Regions from separate parts of the Mus musculus genome. Here region 1 is linked to region 2. Evidence: chromatin contacts called from public Micro-C data. All regions are on one chromosome and are shown on one strand. Each heading gives the region's core, a stretch centred on a gene start, on an enhancer-like site or on the middle of the called end of the contact. The rest is flanking DNA. Distances are from core to core; before and after follow the strand shown.

Region 1 (3,164 bases), core at 219-2,718, 520 kb after region 2:
TATCATGAATTAGCTGGGCGTGGTGGCGCATGCCTTTAATTCCAGCACGTGGGAGGCAGAGGCAGGCGTATTTCTGAGTTCGAGGCCAGCCTGGTCTACAAAGTGAGTTCCAGGACAGCCAGAGCTACACAGAGAAACCCTGTCTCAAAAAAAAAAAAAAAAAAAAAAAAAAAAGAGTATCATGAATTTAACTTTGTTGGGACAATCAGGGTGACTCCCTAGAATTGGGTTCTGAGCGACAGAGACATGTGGGATCTTTACTGAAACCAGAAGGACCCCAGGGAAATGGCTTTTTTGCAGGCGATCTCAAGTAAGCCATTCTGGCCTCAAACGCCCTACTTCTCTGAGGATAGCCTTGAACTCCTGATCACCCATCTCTCAATAGCTAGGATTCCATGGGTGTGTTGCATGCCCAGCTTAGCTCAGGACTCTTGTGATGGAATCAAGTGGCCATCACCCTCCCTGCCCATTTACTGGTGGGCACTGGGATTTCCAGCCCAATAGCTCAGAAGTAGAGGCAGCTGCTTGGATAGTGAGGTTTGCATGAAATGGTCCCTTGAGCACTTCCATGACCAACACCCTTGGTCATGGGAGTGATAGGACCTTCTATATACTTGGGGACGAAGGGGCTCATACACCTCTCACTTCCATGAGGGGACTGTTAAGGGTAGTCTGACTCTGAGGGTCTCCTGTAAGTAACCACAACTGCTGGTTCTTTGTTAAGAACGTGTGTACATACGGGAGTGTGTGTCTGTGTCTGTGCACATATACATACAAGCACCATATGTATGCCTGGTCCCCTCAGAGAACAGAAGGGAGCAGAGTGTCCTGGAACCATAGTTACAGAGAATTGTGAGCTAACATGTGGGTTCTAGGAACCGGACCCAGGTTATCTATAAGCACAGCAAGTGCTCTTAGTCATGAAGCCATCTCTCCAACCCTAACCTTTTGAGACAGGGTCTTACCATGTAGTTTGGCTGGCCTGGAACACACATGGCTCTCCCTCCACAGTGCTGAGATTAAAGGAGTGTGCCGCCATGCCATCCAGCACACTACTCTAGACTTAAAAGACTAGCTGTTATGCCTGTTAGTGTTCCACCACACAGGGTCTCCCTTTGTATTCCAGGCTGATCTTGAATTCCAAGCAGTCCTCCTGCCTCAGCCTCCAGAATGCCAGGAAACTATGGCTGGCTCCTGTGTCCTTTGTTAACACTGTAAGAGGAGTCTCCTGAAAGGACAGAGGATTGTCTCCCAAGTTGGGGGTGGACAGTGGACTGTCACAGGTGACTGTGGCAGCTCCAGGAGACACTCACCAAGTTAGACTCTGGAGTTTTATATCACACACTCTCACACACACACACACACACACACACACACACACACAGAGGTTCCAGCCATTAAACAACGCCCGCCCACACGTCAGTAGTCTTTAGTCAGAGCCAGATTGAAAGTGAGATGATCCGGCTGCCCAAGGGCAGGAGGTCATTTCTCCTCCCGAGCAGCAGCCGTGGCCAGTTGTTCAAGTTGCATCCTACACAGAAGCACCTGCTGCGGATGCCTAGTTGTGGTCCCACCCAGAGATGGCTCCTTGATTTCTACACAAGATGGCTGAGGGTGGGGCAGCATACCAGCCCTCCCTCCTCTAGCACCTCAGAGCTTTCGGGAACAGTCATTTATTTGCTGTCCCCAGGGTTAAGATGAGGTCTAGTTCCGGGTGCTGGCTCCGGTAGGGTAGGTCTAAAGGCCGGAGCAAAGGGTGTGTGCCCCACCCTGGTTCCCTGGGCCAGGATCCTCAGGAGGAATGACGGGTGAGTGCTGACTTCAGGGAGGGATGAACATGCCAGCAGTCCATTCCCTGGCATGACAGAACAGGCCCCAAGGGAGATGGGAGTGGCTGCACATTTACTGGGTCACTTATCTCCACTGACCTCACCCCTGACCCTGTGCACACTGAAATCACCTGTTCAAGGTTTCTTGGCCAGAATACCTGGAATATCTTGGGTGTGACATGAACTGGGTGGCTGGGAGGACAGCTGACAAGGCAGACAGTCTGGTAACCTTTCCAACTATAACCTCCAGAAAGGCCAGCCAACAACCTGGGCGACAGATCATCAGAGCCCAAGATGAATGCTTCCCGCTTCCTCATCTGTGTTTCTCTGGTGAATCAAGGAGTTTTGGATTACTGAAAAGCAGCAGCTAAGGGCTGTTAGAGGAACAGAGCAAAGCACTTCAAGTCGTCCAGTGTGGTGTGTGTACATATGTACACGTGGGGCTCAACCTCCCAAAGATTGCGGTTACATGTGTGTTGTGATGCTCAGAACCGAACCACACTGAATATAGCTTTAGCACCAATTAAATCAGGGTTCCCTGCTGGCCTCCGAGCTCAGCAGCGTGGTTAAAGAGGCTGGCCAGCTAACCTCGGGGAAGCTCCTGTCTCAGACTCCCCAGTGGAAGGGGTTACAAGTGTGTCACCACATCTTTTTATTAGAGCAGCAGAAAGCTTATGGACTGACCCCCTCAAACCACCCCCCCCTCTTTTTTTTCGAGACATGGTTTCTCTGTATAGCCCTGGCTGTCCTGGAACTCACTTTGTAGACCAGAAATCCGCTTGCTTCTGCCTCCTGAGTGCTGGGATTAAAGGCATGCGCCACCAGGCCCGCTCAGCCCCCCCTTTTAAAGACAGAGCCTGGTGCTGAGGGTGGCTTCTGATCCCCGATCTTCCTACCTGCACCTCCCAAGTGCAGGCTGTCACCCCTGCCAGCCGAGGAAGCACTAAGCTCTCCTTCCCAGAAGCAGGTGACTTGTCAAAGACAAGAACATGCTCTGCTCTCCTCTCTGAGGAGCCCAGGGCCCCAGGGCGGCACCTCCCAAGGCCATTCACTGGCCTCAGCCTACCCCATCCTGCACTGACTCACAGGTCAGAAAAGGAGGGGCAGGGAAAGGCAGCAGGGTGGGACAAAGGAGGAAGTGGCATGGGGGACGCCCGAGAAGAGGGAAGGGCCCCAGCTTGGGCCACAAGTTGGCTCTCTGAGGGTACAGGCAAGAGACAATAGGGCGGAGTGAACAAATCTTTATTAACGCACACTGGCTTACTGGGAGGAGGCCATGATGCTGGACACACCTGTTGAGGAGGAAGAAACAGGGTGAATTTGTGAAGAGAGGAA
Region 2 (3,081 bases), core at 175-2,674:
ATGTCAGAAAGTGAAGGAACATGGCCTGAGACACCCAGTGGACTCTGAGAAAAGGGCAGGAGGTAGGCTCTGGGGTAGGAGTTAAACACTGAAGGTCCAAACAAGGAATAAGTAAGGTATTCAGGGATCTACAGGAGTGAGAGTGAGGAAGGGGTTGCAGGGGGCTGAAGGCAGCAGGACTGGTTGCTGGGAGTGAGGGGTGGAGTGGGGGTGGGTGAGGTGGGGGTGGGAAGAAACCTACAGCAAATGGTGGCAGAGGTAAACCAAGGAAGGGGTGCTCTGAAAGGGACAGAGGGAAAGTTCCAAGGTTCCCAAGAGTGTTAAAGGAAGACCTGAGGTATCATTGGAGAAATGAGGAAAGTTTAAGGGTTTCCCATAGGGAGAAGAGATGGTTGGCGTTCCTCAGACATTAGCCATGGCATACAATTGCTACTGGTGGACAGGGAACAGTTTAAAGTCCTTGATGGAGGGAAGACATTGCTGGGGTTGGATCAGTTTTTACTCTGGATGGCTATGAAACATGGCGTGGCTCCTCAGGGTTCACCAGTGAATCAAGCTATGGTAGGCTCTTTATGGACACTGACATATAGTCTGAGTCCTCCCTGGATTTCGGGGTGTGGTCTGTGGACCATCTATCTGAGCCTTGGGTATGATTTAGGATGACTGGGAGGTAGGTTGGTATCTGGATCCCCTGGGATGTTGTGATATGACCTGGGGGGTGCTTCTGGAATTAGAGGTATATGGTTTAGGGTTCCTGACAGGGTGTGCCTCCACCCCTGTCTGAAGTCACGAAAAAGAGTAGAACAGTTCCTGGTTCCAGGTGGCTCTCCAACATGGTCTGGGGCTTCAAAGACCCGCACTCTAAGGATGTGATGGAGAGAGCAGGGGTGTGTGTAGGGGGTCCAAGTAGCCGCTGGGGCGTGGTCTAGGGGACAGGGGTGGGGCCGGGGCGGGGGCTGGACCAGGGCGCTCTGCAGTGGAGAGGGGGTCTGCGGCGACCTGGGAGTGCGTGTGGCCGCCCCACCTCCGGTCCGCGCCCCCTCCCCCCCTTGCGGCGGCGACGCGGAGGGCGGAGCGCGGCGGCGCGCGGGAGGGCGGGCGGGAGGCGGGAGGCGGGCGGGAGGCGGCCCCGCGGCACCGCGCCCCCTCCCCCGACCCTCCCCCCACCATGGCGCGGCGCGAGGCGGCGGCGGCGGTGGGGCCGGGCCCCGGGCCCCCTCCCCCGGGCTGGGTGAGCGTGGCCCACGGCGGCCCCGGGGGCTCTTTGGAGGCGGCGGGCGGGGGCGCGGGGACGAGCGTGCCCGTGTGTCCGCGGCGCTGCGGCGGGGCCCGGCGTGCGCCGGCCCGCGGCCCTGTGTGTGCCGGGCGCCCCGCCGGTGTGGCCATCCGGGCGTGTGCGGGGCCGCGGTCGGCCGTGCGTGTGCATGTGTGCATGTGTGCGTGTGTGCGCGCGTGTGTCCCACACACTCCGGGGCGCCGGATCTGGGGGGCTGTGGCGCGCCCGTCCGAGGGGCTGTGTGCAGGTGTGTGCGGGGGCTGCGCGCCCAGGTGTGCGGGGGGTGGGGGGGCCCAGCGGGCCTTTGCGCGCGTGCGGCTGGCAGCGTTGGGGGTCTGTGTCCGGCTGGGTTGGATGTCCATGCGAGGGGCTGCGGTGCCGGGTGTGTTCGCTCGGGTGTGTGTGTATGTGTATGTCTCTGTGTGTGTCCGTGTGTGTGTTGTGTGCGGTTTGGATGTCTCCAAGGGTGTGTGTGTGTGTGTGTGTGTCTGTGTCAGGTATCCTGCTGGGGTGGGGGCTGAGGCTCAGCGCATAGTGGGGCCAGGTCTCCGAATAGATGGGGGGGGGGGGACTTGGCTGATCCCTCGGTACATGTCAACTGGAGGGGGGGGGTCCTCAGTGATCCTTGGGGGAGACGGCCATGTCTTTCTCCTCTTCTCCGTGGTTGGTTGGGGAGGGGGGATGGGAGGCCGGGAGGTGGACAGATGGAGGAATGAGAGGCCGAGGGATGGACAGATGGGCCCTGGGGTGGGGGCTGAGGGTTGGAGAGTGGAGGGTGGGGTTGAAGACCTGGCCCTTCCCACCCCACCCCACCCTAACTCCCCCACCTGCCGGGCATCTGCAGATAGCGCCCCAGTTGCCTATATCTTGATGGTAAGGCTGGGGAAACTCTGGGGGTTCCTGGTGGCAGAATCTTGTTGGAACCCGGCTTTGGGACTCAACCCCTTCCTGATGGAATCCCACCTGCTGAACTATATGACCTTTGGCCCTGGCTTGTGCCCGATTCTTTTTGGAGAAGGGTGTAACAGGGACTGGAAGGGGTGTTAGAATGTATTTGGCCTGGGAAGTAGGTGGGGCAGGAGAGCCAGGGCCATGAGGGATGGGTAGCAGTGACTGAGTGTGAAGCTAGCTGTTCTGTTGACTGCTCTGGGCTTTGGTATTTTGTGTGCATTTACAAGTGTGTTGGTTCCTCATGGGACTGTGGCCTGAGTGTATCTGCCATGGGTGAGCCTCTTAGAGTGCTTACAAAGTGCCAGTGTGCTTGTTCATGGCTTCCTGCTTTGTCAGTGTGTGTTCGTGCCAGGGGTTCTGTGTACATGTGTGAGGCGTGCACTGACTGTGCACGCGTGTGTCTGTTGGTGCTTTATCTGCTCTATGACTACCCAGTGGGAATATGTGAAGTTGCACGAATGTGTTTAGGTGTGTAAGAGTGTGCACCTATGTATCTTTCATTGTGCAGGTGAGTCTTATATGTGTGAGCCACTGTGTGTTGACAAGTGTGCAAAGGCTATATAGACGTAGCTGTCTGGTTGTCTATTAAGGGGCATGTGGGCTTTTCTGTAGCTGTACATCTGTGAGTGTGCAACGGATAGCCTGTGTGTATGTGTATATGAGTGTTGTATGCAGATATGCCAGCCTTGAGGGTGTGTGTCTATCTTGGGAGTCCTTTCCTACTTTAGTCTCTGGGGACCAGGTTCTGTATGTTTAGGCCTGTATCTCTGCAAGATACATGTGTACCTGTGCCTTGGGCACAAGATTGACCCTAATTCTGGGTCTAGTGAGTGTGATCTGTAGCACACCAAGGC

What was found. A called contact is a pair of places that touch in the nucleus more often than the background predicts.
Region 1: a contact with region 2 is called in a Micro-C map of embryonic stem cells, with 3 times the contacts expected there. The contact joins the enhancer-like site here to the promoter of Lrfn1 in region 2. A contact is called at or near these places in 4 of 39 promoter capture datasets (3T3-L1-derived adipocytes, the C10 cell line, hematopoietic stem and progenitor cells and 1 more) and 3 of 484 Hi-C or Micro-C datasets (cortical neurons and embryonic stem cells).

What each region holds. Positions count from the first base shown.
Region 1 is chr7:28,968,318-28,971,481 of GRCm38.p6, forward strand. Eif3k (eukaryotic translation initiation factor 3, subunit K) reads right to left here. Exons shown (of 8, transcript NM_028659.3): 8 at 3,055-3,121. The coding sequence ends at 3,090. Among named protein-coding and RNA genes, the nearest start is that of Actn4, 7.6 kb to the left of the region's middle. Within about 2 kb of position 1,469, at least 50 of the 459 cell types and tissues checked have an H3K27ac peak or open chromatin away from gene starts, as enhancers often do. A contact at or near this core is called in embryonic stem cells, where this site is marked.
Region 2 is chr7:28,450,814-28,453,894 of GRCm38.p6, forward strand. It overlaps Lrfn1 (leucine rich repeat and fibronectin type III domain containing 1), which reads left to right and starts at 1,425. Exons shown (of 5, transcript NM_001141921.1): 1 at 1,425-1,523.